Regions from separate parts of the Sus scrofa genome. Here region 2 is linked to region 1. Evidence: chromatin contacts called from public Hi-C data. All regions are on one chromosome and are shown on one strand. The core of a region is the stretch at or near the end of the contact, and the rest is flanking DNA. Distances in the headings are between cores, read along the strand shown. Region 1 has its middle 100 kb from the start of ATP6AP1L. Region 2 overlaps LOC110259417 (a long non-coding RNA gene).

Evidence for each region. Hi-C and Micro-C count contacts between places; a contact is called where the count stands out from the background.
Region 2: a Hi-C map of skeletal muscle shows a contact between it and region 1, with 4 times the contacts expected there. The contact joins two enhancer-like sites. A contact is called at or near these places in 3 of 47 Hi-C or Micro-C datasets (embryonic fibroblasts, heart right ventricle and skeletal muscle).

Annotation. Positions count from the first base shown.
Region 1 is chr2:90,777,968-90,784,306 of Sscrofa11.1, forward strand. No RefSeq gene overlaps it. Among named protein-coding and RNA genes, the nearest start is that of ATP6AP1L, 100 kb to the left of the region's middle. Within about 2 kb of position 4,319, at least 7 of the 83 cell types and tissues checked have an H3K27ac peak or open chromatin away from gene starts, as enhancers often do. A contact at or near this core is called in skeletal muscle, where this site is marked.
Region 2 is chr2:90,895,443-90,902,255 of Sscrofa11.1, forward strand. All of the region lies in intron 2 of LOC110259417 (a long non-coding RNA gene), which reads left to right. Among named protein-coding and RNA genes, the nearest start is that of ATP6AP1L, 220 kb to the left of the region's middle. Within about 2 kb of position 5,274, at least 3 of the 83 cell types and tissues checked have an H3K27ac peak or open chromatin away from gene starts, as enhancers often do. A contact at or near this core is called in skeletal muscle, where this site is marked.

The DNA of each region.
Region 1 (6,339 bases), core at 3,069-5,568:
TATTTATTTATTTTTTAAAGGATGGGAGTGAGAGGAAATTCAGGGGCACCCAAGAAGGCAAAAGGGCAAGAATGATTGATGGCCATAGAAAGTCCTGACAAATTTGTAGTCAATATTGTTTGTCTAGAGCAGCTTGTATGACAAAAGAAGTGTCAGCAGCTGCCTGAAGTCTCATTCTTCAGGACCTGGCCTCTGAGTTAGAATAGGGGGCTTGAGTGAAATGCCTGTCGTGGTTAATTGGAAAAATCACTCCAGATGAGTGAGGGAGGCTGACATTTATGCATTACAGGGAGAATTTAGTGTGTCTTACAAGGTTGATACAAGCACCAAAAGTGACTGGCTTTAGTTTTTCACTAATTAGGAAGGCCATGGAAGGATAAAACCCAAGAAAATAAGTGACATTATTTCCGATTCACACGCACTTGTAAAAGACTTCTGGCCCTATTCGTTTCATAGTCACTCCCTATCTTTGCCCCAGTTCCTCTGTTTTCTTAGATTTTTGTTCTGTTCTTGCTTTCTAATGACTTCATGGAATAGGGGCCTAGGACAATTCCAGAGACCATGTGATGGAGGAGTAGAAATGATAGACTGATTTTCTCTCCATCCCCTCCCTTACACTCTTTAAATGTGAGTGTTTGCCTGGCTCTCTGGACACGGTCAGAAGCATTTCCAGCCATTGCTTCAATGCATACAACAGGCAAAGCTCACTCTGTCATTTAGTAATTTGCTTATCTGTCAACATTTCTCACCCTCAGTGGAATCTTTGTGTATGACATAGAAATCTTTCAGTGCCAGCACAACTTTCATTGTCCAGAATGACAGCTCTACAAGTCCTAGAAAGTGGAACTTAATATGTACTGATTGCAGAACTCAACCCAGGGATCAAACTGTTTTGGAGAGACATTTCTCTGGTGACAGCATGATTCAGAAAATGTTCCGATCCCAGTTAATGTAGTTTTGAAGTTCAGTTGTAGTTTGGGAGTGTGGGATTTAAGTGGTTGCATTCTCATCAGTGCTGAGCTCTCTGATGGCCTTGATGGTCCTGAAAATATATTTTTGTCAAGTTCTTTTAAAGGTGAAAAAAAACATAGCTAAAATGTAGACTCTTTCTTCAGATCTGTTCAAAATTTGATTTCTTGGAGGAATTTTCCATTTTGTGAAAAAAATCCCATTGAGCCAGTTGGTACATATAAATATGGATTCAGTAAATGTGGGTTTGCTTAAAAATAAGATATGCCCAACTAACCTCATTTCCTTTTTCGATAGAGTGGGGAGACTGGTGAGGAGGGGAAATGCCACAGACAAAATGTGTCTGGATTTCAGGAAGGCCTTTGATAGAGTCTCTTGTGATGTTCTTATGGGAAAGATGAAGATATATGAACTGGGTAGTAGTTGAACTAGGAGGCTTCGTGCCCAGTTGATGGTGATATGCAAAGGGCATTTGGGAGGAAGGCTGCTGGGCTCTATTTGTGGACCTCATCTTTTCAACATCTTGATCTGAGATTTGGATGATTTCAGTAGAGAGGAAACATTAAGAAATGAGAAAAGGGACAATGTGAAGTTTAAAATAAATAAATTCTTCAAATTCGTGGGCCGAGAGAGCTCTCACTCTCTGGATGAGAAAGCCTGAGGAATCTGGCTGACTGAGCTCTATCTGAGACTCAATGGGGTGTAGCCTGCTGTGAGAATCAGCTGTCTTTGATTAGAAATACAGCTTCAACAGCAAGGAAGTTATAGACCCACTATGCTCTGCCATAGTCAGAATGCATTAGAGTGTTCAGCATTAGACATTATATTTTTATTTTGTGGGGAGAGGTGATTAAAAAGCTGGAGTGAACTCCAGTAGCAAAAAGCCTGGAAAACTACTTATACAAGTAAGAGTTGGAGGACTTGGGGATGGCTAGGTTGGAGGAAAGAAGGCTAGGAGATGGGGCTGGTGACCTAATACTTGGTTTTAAATATTTAAAGGCATGTCAAGTGGAACTTGGATTAGCCTTTTATATAGTTCCAAAAGACAGAATAAGACTGAAGGGTACAAATCATGGGGCAACAGAGGTCCTTTAAGCAATATAGAGCAATATAGAGCTTATTATATAGATAATGGAATTATGTGCTCATTATTGACTAAATTCAAGGAGAGAGAACAGGACAGCTGTTTAGGAGAGTCGTAGAGGTCATACACCAGGATGGCTAAAAGTATGGGCTTGAGGCTTGATGATCTAGTTAATGTTTGAGTACTGGTTTTGCTAGTGGTTTTGAGACCATGGGCGATTTATTTAATATCTCCATGCATCAGAGTTCTCACCTATAAAATAATAGTTTCTTTTTCTTATGGTGGATTTGAGGACTTAAATTAGTGTACGTGAAGCGCTTAGCACATTACCTGGTACCTAGCAAATATTCGACAAATGACAATTATTGCTATTACTAGTCCTGGTGTGAGGGAATGTTGAAATAGATGCTTTCCTTTCCAACCCTAATGTTTTTTATTTTGGATCCGTATAAGGTTTAAAAGAGTCAAACACATCTAGGTCATAGTCTTAGAAAAACTTTAATTGCATTTGTGTCTCCTTTCTTCCCATTACTTCACTTCAGTGCTCCTTCCAACTTCTTCAGGGGTATATCCTGGAGCACAAGTATCAATCTTCTTTTTCTCAAATGTATATCATCAAAAATGAATTGGCAGTGGCCTTGAGAAGACAGACTCTATTCTGAAGACCCAGGGGTAGGCTTTTATTCATTTTCTTGAGAAATGGTGATCATATTATACAGTGAACCAGAGAAGGATATGCCCAAATTAAAATTGTGCTAGAGATTTTTATGCCTACCAATTTGTTATTGTTTCTATGCCTTGTATTAATATAATACAAGTTCAGCAATATTGAAGTAATTGTGCAATTAAAAAGAATTGTAGTCGTTGTTAGAGAACAGAAGACAAACACCACAGAGGCGTAACCATGTATTATGTATTTACCCTACTTCCTGGTTGGATCCTGCCACAGTTTGCTGACAGAACACCCACACCACATTTGTTGGAGGATAAAACCATTTCCAGGAGCCCAGCTTCTCTTCACCCTTTTCCACAGCCACCTCCTCTCTAAATTGCCTGAACTCACAGCAGAAAGTCACCAGAGGGCATTCTCAGACCATCTATTATCAAGGGACTCCAGCTGGGAAGTACGAGACTCTTCTCACTTAGATCTCCTTTTGGATGAAGAGGCAGTCTCTAACTCTCACTTGGAAACACATGGAGTCTGAAGGCTGCCTTGCTCAATAAACCACCACCCCACCCTGGGGTCTCAGGGGAGACATTTTACTGAGTGACCACAGACTTCAGATTTTTCTGTTCCTCTACTGATACCAACTAAAGTTGTCCTCAAAATCTGGGCAGCCACATGGGCAAGCAGAGAGATCTCTGGCCTGGAAATCCAGAGATATAGCATATTTGTTTCCAGCCTTTACTGATTTCTTGTCTTCAGCAAATTACTTTTATGCCTCGATTCTCAGTTTTCACATCCATAAAACAGAAGACTAGAAAGAATGCTTGAAGATCCATCTAACAATGACTGGATTCCTGCCATTCTCCCCTTTCCCTTCTTTCCTTCCTGATTAAACTGAAGAAGAAACTGGGATCTACTGACAGTCTGTTTGGGCAGGTCTGTTAAGAGCTTGTAGTGCTGAAGAGACAGTCTTTAAAGGATTGGCAAAGCACACTGCACATTCTAGAGTTGGAGGCTGAGCATTCAGGGTCTGAATAGACTCCCTGCACTCTTGTGTTCAGAATTCCCAGATTAAGACATGCATGCTTTCAGGGATGGGAACAGCTATGGGACCATTACCTTGGAGCATTAGAGCACTGATTCTACTCAAGGATTCTGGAAAAAAGGAAGACATTTTTAATGTTAAACACAAATATTACGAAATACAGTTTAAATTTTTACATATGTTTTTATTGTGAAATAGAAGATTTCAAAAATATGAGGTTTGTAGTTGCCTGCTTTGGGTTACACTTCTAGATCTCCTGGAAATACAGTTATTCCTCATTTCATTAAAGGTGCATTGGAGGGAAAGCTTGGGAAAGCTTAACCCTCGGAGTATGTTATGCAAGTACCTTAGGTTGGCTTTCCTAGAAGCAGAGCCTGAGGTAAGTATTCTGCTGTATATAATTTACTGAGGTCATGCTCTTTAAAGAAAAAAACTTGCTGGAGCCCCCCCCCCCAACCATGGCACAATGAGATCAGCAGTGTCTTATGAGTGCTGGCACGTAGATTCCATTTCCGGCCCACCCAGCACAGTGGCTTAAGGATCAGTGTTGCCGCAGCTGTGGCTTAGTTTGCAGCTTGGCTCAGGTCTGATGCCTGGCCCAGGAGCTCCATGTGTTGCAGTGCAGCCAAAAAAACCCCAAACAAACAACAACAAAATCCAGCTAATAAGTGAGGGAACAGGATAGGAAAAGGGAAAGAGCTGAACAATGACATGAACTCAAGGAACATAATCTGATTTATGGGAGTGATGAATAAATCACAGAATTGATTGCCCTTGAGGCAAGTCATTGTCTGCAGGCTATTCCTGCATGAAGCCTGAGAGGTGACCTTCAGTGGGAGTGGGAAGGAAAGATGGGGGCAATTCCCCAGAGAAAGGAACAGATGTGTGTAGGCAGTGCAGCTCACAAGAGCTCACAAGTGCATTGCTTCCCAACTCCCCAGTGACCTCATCCTGTGGTTTGGAATCAGCCCTGATGGGAGCATTTGCATCTTGAAATCAAGACCTTTATACCCCTCACCAAGAGCCAGTTGTTAAATATTTGCCAGCATTCCCCTGGCCATCACTCTCAAAGCTAAGTGGTGATGTCCTGGCTGGCAAAGGGGTTCTGGGCAGGGCACCAACAGCATCTGCGACATAGGGGTTAGAGAAGACATGCCCACAAATCATCTCCCCAACTAATTTGTCAGTTGGCAAGCCACTATTTTAGGGTTTGCTTTTCCTAGCCTCTTTAACAGTGCACCCAGTATTGGGAGGCTTAGAACTAATACTTTATTTATTTATTTATGTCTTTTTTTAGGGCTGCACCTGTAGCATACAGAGGTTCCCAGGCTAGGGGTCTAATTGGAGCTATTGCTGCTGGCCTACACCAGAGCCACAGCAACAGCAGATCTGAGCCATGTCTGTGACCTACACCACAGCCCAGGGCAACGCCGGATCCTTAACCCACTGAGCGAGGCCAGGGATTGAACCCGCAACCTCATGGTTCCTAGTCCAAATCGTTTCCTCTGAGCCACAATGGGAACTCTGTACTTTACAACAGACTAGTTAAAACAACTGATTATGTTTTTTAAGTGCAAGAGAAGAGTAGAGTGGACGTGAGGAAACCATGTAAACTGAATTACTTGCAGTAAGGGACAAGGAAGGACTCTGGTAAAATGCTTAGAGACAATTTAGTGTTTTCTGAGAGATATTTTTCAGAACTTATTTAAAATACTTCACTTTACTGAGATGACAGAGGGTAAAATTTTTTATTATGGAAAATTTACTAGGAAAATTTTCAAAAATACAAACGTAGGGTGAATAGTGTGATAAATTTTCATCACTCAGATTCAACAATTTTTAATTTATGGCCAATCTTATTTCATCTACCCCCCCATTCACTTCCCCCTGGGCATTTGGGACATTTTAAAGACTTAGTTAATTGGATAAATGTTGAATGTGGTCTAGAAAAAAGCCAAATTCACTAAGGACTGGGGGAAAGGTTTTTGACAGAATGAAGGCCCAGCAGCTATAATCACTTTTCCTAACGTATTAGGATCTACTAGGAATCATTAGAAGTCACAAAAAGTGCTTCACATGAGACTGTATTCTGATTTTTTATGTCTAACTCCTGAAACAAAGATGTGGTGATCAGGGGAAAAGAGGAGAAAAGTTATATGGTTCCTATCAAAGAAGCTCAATACTCTTTGCTGTCTAATTATTTCTTATCCCTAGGCTTTCTCTTTCTGTTCAGATATACAGGAGCAAAATATTAGAATAATTCTGAGCGTAAATTCTAAATAATCTCCCAGCCTAAGAGCAAGGCTTGTTACCACTACAATAAGATGAAAATCTTTCCTCTCATTTGATGGGCAAAGGAGTTCTTGTTTCCATAGAAAATAGAAACAAGAGGTGTTCCTGTAGTGCCTCAGCCGTTAGTGAATCTGACTAGCATCCATGAGGACATAGGTTTGATTCCTGGCCTCACTCAGTGGGTTAAGGATTCAGGATTGCCAGAAGCTGTGGTGTAGGTCACAGACGTGACTCCGATCCTACATTGCTGTGGCTGTGGTGTAGGCTGGCAGCTGTAACTCC
Region 2 (6,813 bases), core at 4,024-6,523, 120 kb after region 1:
TTAAGGTTGGAGGAAGAGAATCAGCAGAAAATCCAGACAAGAAATAGTAATACATTGATATGGTGACAGTGGGGTTAGAGGAAGGGTGGGTTAGAGCAATATTTAAAATGTTCAGTCCACGGGGTGTAGTGTGACATTGAATCACCGTTCAGTTAGAGACACCCAATAACCAGTTGCATCTGTGGGGTGGGATCTCAGGAGAGAAGTTCAGACTCAAGCTATGAATTTGAGTTATATATTTGTACAGAGGTAGTTGAAGTGGGGATTGAGGTCAGCTGAAAAGTACGTAGCATAAGAAGAGAGGAGTCCTGAGGTCAAATCCCTGGGAAGTAGCACTTAAAATATAGGCAGAGGGAGAAGAATGCTTGAAGGAGGTTGAGAATAAATGCTCGAGATGGCAAGAGAAACCCTGAGGCTACGGGGCTGAGAAAGCCAAGAGGAAGTGGCTTTAGAGAAGAAAGGTCAAGTGTCAAAGGCTCTAGAACTGTCAGAATATGCATGGAATCATGTCCCTTGGGTTGGCAGCATTTCATGTCCATTTAGTCTGGTCAGTAAATCCTCTTGACTGACTCATGTTGAATAGCAGGGACAGAGTAAATGTGTAGAAAAAGAAGTGACACATACCCCATGGGATGTTAATCCAGCCATGTTCTCCTAGGAGACTTGAACTGAAGTCATCATTATGTTGTCAGATATTTAACACCAGCAAAAAAACCTAGTACAACTCTAGGTATCGTGGAGATGTTAGTATCTGGCAGCTCGTGAATCTCTCAAGAAGGAGAAATAGGATAATGAAAACAGATGAAATGAATTTCTTGTGCGGGAGAAAAAGGTTGTAACATGTAAGTCAGTGTCATCTGTTGCCACAGTTCTTTCTGAGCTGCTGTTCTCTACCAAACCAGATTCTCTTCTTTTTCAACTAGCATAAACCTTGTTTCTCCCAAAGCTGTTCCTTCAGGTTTGCCCTCCTCTCCCCCACTGCTCATTTGACTTTCCTTATCTACCTTTTGATACCTGGTGAACTATGATTCTACTTACTAATTTATTTCTACTATTTAATCCCCCAATGACATGTTAAGGGCCTTGTCCTCTTATCTATTTCCCACAGTACCTGGCACTGTGGTTAGCAGATTCTCAAAAAAACCTTTTTTTTGTCTATTTATCACCACACCTGTATATATGGAAGTTCCCAGGCTAGAGGTGGAATCAGAGCTGCAGCTGCCAGTCTACACTGCAGCCACAACAGCGCTAGATCTGAGCTATGTCTGAGATCTACACTACAGCTCACGGTAACACCAGATCCTTAACCCACTGAGCAAGGCCAGGGATTGAACCCACGTCCTCATGGATCCTAGTCAGGTTTGTTTCTGCTGTGCCACAACAGGAACTCCTGATTCTCAAATATTTTTGAAGGAGTATCTGATTAGCACAGAGCAGTAAACGTGCCAAGTGAGTGGTATCACTGGAAGGAAGAACTTCTATTTCTTTTTTTTTTGTCTTTTCTTTCTTTTTGTCTTTTTAGGGCCGCACTGGTGGAATATGGAGGTTCTGAGGCTAGGAGTCTAATAGGAGCTACAGCAGCCAGCCTACACCAGAGCCACAACAACGCCAGATCTGAGCCGCATCTGTGACCTACACCACAGCTCACAGCAATGCTGGATCCTTAACCCACAGAGTGAGGCCAGGGATCAAACCTGCAACCTCATCGTTCCTAGTTGGATTCATTTCCGCTGCTCCACAATGGGACCTCCTAAAGAATGTCTACGTTTTTATGTCTTGGGAATGATTAACCATAGATTATTAGAGTTGGAAGGGTTCTGGTCTAATGCCAAGGTCTACTTACGAGTTGAATTAAACTTCAGAGTGGACAAGTTGTGAGCAGGGATTCGAGGCCTTACTCTTTATGGGGACTACTTAGGTAGTGGCTTAGGGACTGTGACAGTTGGTCATTGGCCTCTTTGCGCTCACATTCATTCTTTGTCCTTCTCTGTGACTGGGATGCTGACCCGTGTGGACTGTATTTCCCAATTTCCAACTGAGTTCAGCCAAGGACAAGTTGATGGGAGATTGGAAGGTGGGAGAGTGGAACAAGGGTGTTTGGCCGTGGTTCTGCCTTGGGTCATGTTTCCAGCAGTGACACTATCTCCTCCATGGCTCCATAACCTGCTGGATGGGCTGCTCTGGTTCCAGCTTGACTGGCTTCCGGGCTCTGCTAATCCAGTGTCCTTTTGAGGTGGTAGTGACTTGCTGTGTTGCTAATCTCTGGGTTGCCTCCCCAGTTCCCATTTGGCTTCTAAACTGTTCCATCACTGAGTAGCCAAATTTCCTTATTACTACATTCCTTTTGTTTAGAATATATAACATAATGGGACAATCACAGAAGTAAAGATATAAATGGGGGGGAGGGCCTTGAAGGAATGATAAAAAATAGAAAAATAAATGTGCACTCCAGGAAAGAAATGCAGAAATGGATCACTAAAAACAACACGTGCAAAAACACTGAACACAAATGTGAGACTTCACCAGAATTACTAGCAGCAAAAAGATTTTTATCATTGGGGTAATTTGAGAATCAATTCTCTGACTGAGTTCAGTGGAGCCAGAAAGGAGACAAAGGCGAGCTTGTGATCGGATGGAGATGAGCTGGGAAAATTGATTTTGGCACTTTGGCCTGTGGAAGGAAATGAACCATACATAAGTACATAAGTAGTAAAAAGGGAGTAAAGCTGCTACTTGGATGAGTCTTGATTTTAACTTGGTGCCACTGATGCCTTTGACACCGTGGGACAGTTTCTACTTACACCAGATTGGCAATGCAGTGGGGCAAATAACTGAACAATTACTGGTATCAGAATAGAGTTTCTAGATTAGCACCCCCTTGCCTTATTTGTATATAAATCTGCAGTGGATTCATGTCCTGCCTAGAAAACCTCCTACATTCAAAGAGGGTCTTTAGGCTCTGTAATTTCCCTGCTGTGGCCAATCTGAGTGCCAGCATCTTTCTTTAGAAAAATGAACTATGAGTTGTGTTCCTTGAACTGGGAAAGATGAGAGTATCTGAAGGCCTCGCAGACCATACCCCTGAAGGAAAGAGAAAAATATTCTCATTAAAAAAATCCTAATTTATCTTTCTCTTTGTAATCAAGCCCAAGGCTATAGAAATTTAAGCAAATCCCTGGCCTGGAGAAGGATACATACATAGCCATTCTGCAAATGTAGCCAAGGAGATAAAATCTGGGAACAGGCTGGTTTTCAATGGATTGAAAACATTTAATCTTTGTAGTTTTTCCAGGAAATGCTGCCTAGACATTGGTTTTTTCAAATGCTTTTGTTTTCTAGCTTTCCTGGGGTGGAGAGTAGTTTGCTTGTTGGATTGGGATTAGGTCCTATGCTTTTGTGATGTAAATGGAATGTTAATATTCTGCCAAAGGGAGCCTTTGCATTATTTGGTGACATTTCCTCAGGATTCTCCAAAGGAAGCCGGAGACCTTCAGACTTCCACATTGTATCAAAATGGGACTGTTTATTCAAACTTTGGGAAAAATCAGTCATTACCCATTAAACCAGGGCTGTTCCGGTTTTGTGGACTCTGATTAGTTAGGGACTTCCTAGAACCAAATCTTGCTCTGTCATTCTACTCTTGCCTCTTACTATAAAAAAAAAGGAAAAAAAAAAGTCACCATTCAGACACTTCACAAACCTCTCTTTTTGAACTCTTTTAACTACATTTTTATAGGGAAGCGTTATACAGTTACCTCATTTTTTTTCTATATACCTTGCATAAATTCCTGTTTGTAATTAGTTTTCAACCTGCAAGATGATTTTAAATACCCAGACAAGGTTTCAGACCTTAACATTGATGAAAAATTAAAAGGTTGATCTAAGAAAGAATTGGAAAATTTTATTGAAGCCAGATTTGAGGATTATGACCTGGGAAAAGCATCTCAGAAAGTTCTGAGAACTATCCCACCCATTAGAGGTCAAGGCACAGTTTATATAAGTTTTTTGAGACAGAGCATTGTACATCAAATCACATAGTATTGACAGTTTACACAATCCAGATCTAAGGGCTGTCGTGGTGGTGGGTCTTGTGACCACTTACAAGATCAAGAAGGAATGTTATCTTTTAAGGAGTTGTCTTGATGCTAGGAGAATACTGCTCTTTACAGTTGAGCTGCTACTCCTGAGGATGGGAGAGGTTTAGTGGGTGATTAATGCAGATACACAAAGCACAGTGGGCGGAGAGAGGAGGCCAAATGGCAGAGAAGAATTTCTATGTTTAAATTTTTCTTGTCTTGCCATAAAATATGAATTTTATTGAACCTTTAGTAATAGCAACAGGTCTCTCATTTATCAATTCCTTGGCTTTTCCTTTTATAAACTGTCAGCTGGACTTCAGAAAAAAAACAAACTGTAAATCCTGAAAGACCAGGGACCCATGGCTGTATATTAATAAAAGTGGCAACACTGAGGGCAGGTGTGGTTCTATTCTGTGTTCTCTGAGTAGCTACTCCAAAACAAGGGAATGAATGTATTGAGCACTGGGATTCAGAGCTAAGGGTCTTATTTCTCAAGTTCATAGTGGAGGTGAATCTGAGAAGTAATAGTTCACTTGTTTGCCATCTTAATGCCTATTTCCTCATTGATCGAGTAGCTCCTTGTGAAATCATAGTAGGAATAATAGCTAACATTTAGTCCATATTCTTCCATGCAGTGTTTTAAGCACACTCCATGTGTTCATTTTTTAAATCTTCCAGATAATCCCCATCCAGGCTTTCTGTCTTCCCTCGGTGCCTCCCTCCCAAATCTCTAGAGTGTTTCCTGCCCCTCTGCAGAGTAATTCCAGGTTTCCTCTGTTTCTGTGGCATACCTGCAGGGCAGTTTTCATTATGAGCAGTGGCATCTCCAATCCATGTAATTTACTGAAATGTGCCCCTAAAGTTTAGAAAGAATCTCCTCATTCTGGCAGGAAGCTTTCAGTCATTCTCTCTAAGGAGTTTTATGTCCAAGAGAGGTAATGACATTGGGTTTAGTTATCAATGAAGGAATTTACTTATCTATGGAAGGGTGCTGAGTACTATGTATGACAATAAATGAAGCTAACTTTCCAGCTATATACCTTACAAGCCTACACAGATTTAGTCTCTTTTTATATATTTCAGGAAGGGTATGCTGTGAAAACTTGTTTACCACTCCATCCATGGCTAGTCTGGGGCCACAAAAGCCATCTAGCTCCCACACTGTGGTTTCTTCTGCACAGAAGGCTGACCATAAGCTGACCTAGCACAAAGCCCTGCTTTCCACACCAACAGGGACTATGAGCCAGGCTCTCAATTACAGTATCAGCTTTCTGGGGGAAGACTAGAAAAGAAGCACACTCCCCCTTTTCCAAGATATATGTGAAACAAGGTACAGTGGTAGTCATTAATAATAAAGATGAGGTTGATTTGCTTACCCTCTAAATCTGAATGCTAGTATAACCATTTAAATAGTGCCAACAATGGAAATAAACAGAAGACTGAGTTAAACCGCAAATGTATAGACCTACGCCACTTGGCAAAACATAAGAGCCAGCAGTATTGAAATAACAGCAATTAACGCTTTCTGTGTCAAATGAATCATAGGTCTATAGAGGGCCAGTAGAGCAGTTTATCAAACTGAACCAATGTGACCCTAGAGATAGGAATATATCCTTTGTGAAATGAAGGAATGTGATTGCATAACATTTCTTCGAAAACATGTGAGATTTTAAAACTCTCATAGCCCCAAACTCCTTCATTATTCTCCACATTCTACCAGTTCTTGGAGCACTGAGGAGTCGGGGAGATCCCGAATGTGAACATGAGCTGCTGAGGGTGGGGAAGAGAGGAGAGTGATACGATGAAGAGCCCTTTAGCCTGTCCTGGGCCATTGCTGGGGAATAACAGCACCTTCTTCTGCCTGGCACAATTTCTCTGCATTTTATTAACCCTAATCTATAAACTACTCTTCTTGTGCCTGCAGTGGTTTCTAGAGCATCTGTCTGCAAATAAATGAACTGTGTATATGTGAGTAAAACACAATTCTTCATTAATCTTTATATATCTCAGAGTGAGCAGGCCCAGTTCTTATGCTGCGGTCAAGCATTTGTACAGCTCACCACGTGCTCAGTTCTTAGCACTGAGCAGTGGTTAAGTGTAGTTTGTGGGAGCTATGGTGATGACATTTGGGGCCAGTCACTTGCAGGCTGTATAACCCCATGCAAATTACTTGATTTCTCTACCTCAGTATCATCATTTGTAAAATGGGTGTGATGGTCCTTAACGCATAGGATTATTGTGAGAATTAAATAATACTGTGTCTGTTTATATTTTGCCTTTCAGTATGTCTGTTTTTTTTTTTTTTTTTTTAATAACTATCACACTGTTATTACTGAGACCCAGTGCTGGCCCACAGACTTAGAGTCTGGCCGGAGACATAGGATATTTATTTATGAAACAATGAGTAAGCAGGTCTTTGTTAGTTTTAAGTTACAGCTCCCTAGGTGGCACTTTCTCAAGCTGGAAGTCATTCCTCTCCTCTCTGTTTCCCAATGCTAGCTTGTTGTCATCAGAATGGATTGCTGGGGCACTTTCCTGGGACTTTTGAAGGCACAGGACTAGGAGTGGGAGATCAAACTCCATTTCAGACTTGCCCATTTATTTGTGGACTGGCCTTGGCCAAGTTTCTTAACTTTTTGGGTTCACCACTTCCTTATCTATAAAATGGGAACAATACTGTAATTCCCTCCCATGTTATTTGTTAGGATCAAAGAGATCATGAAATGCTATTGAA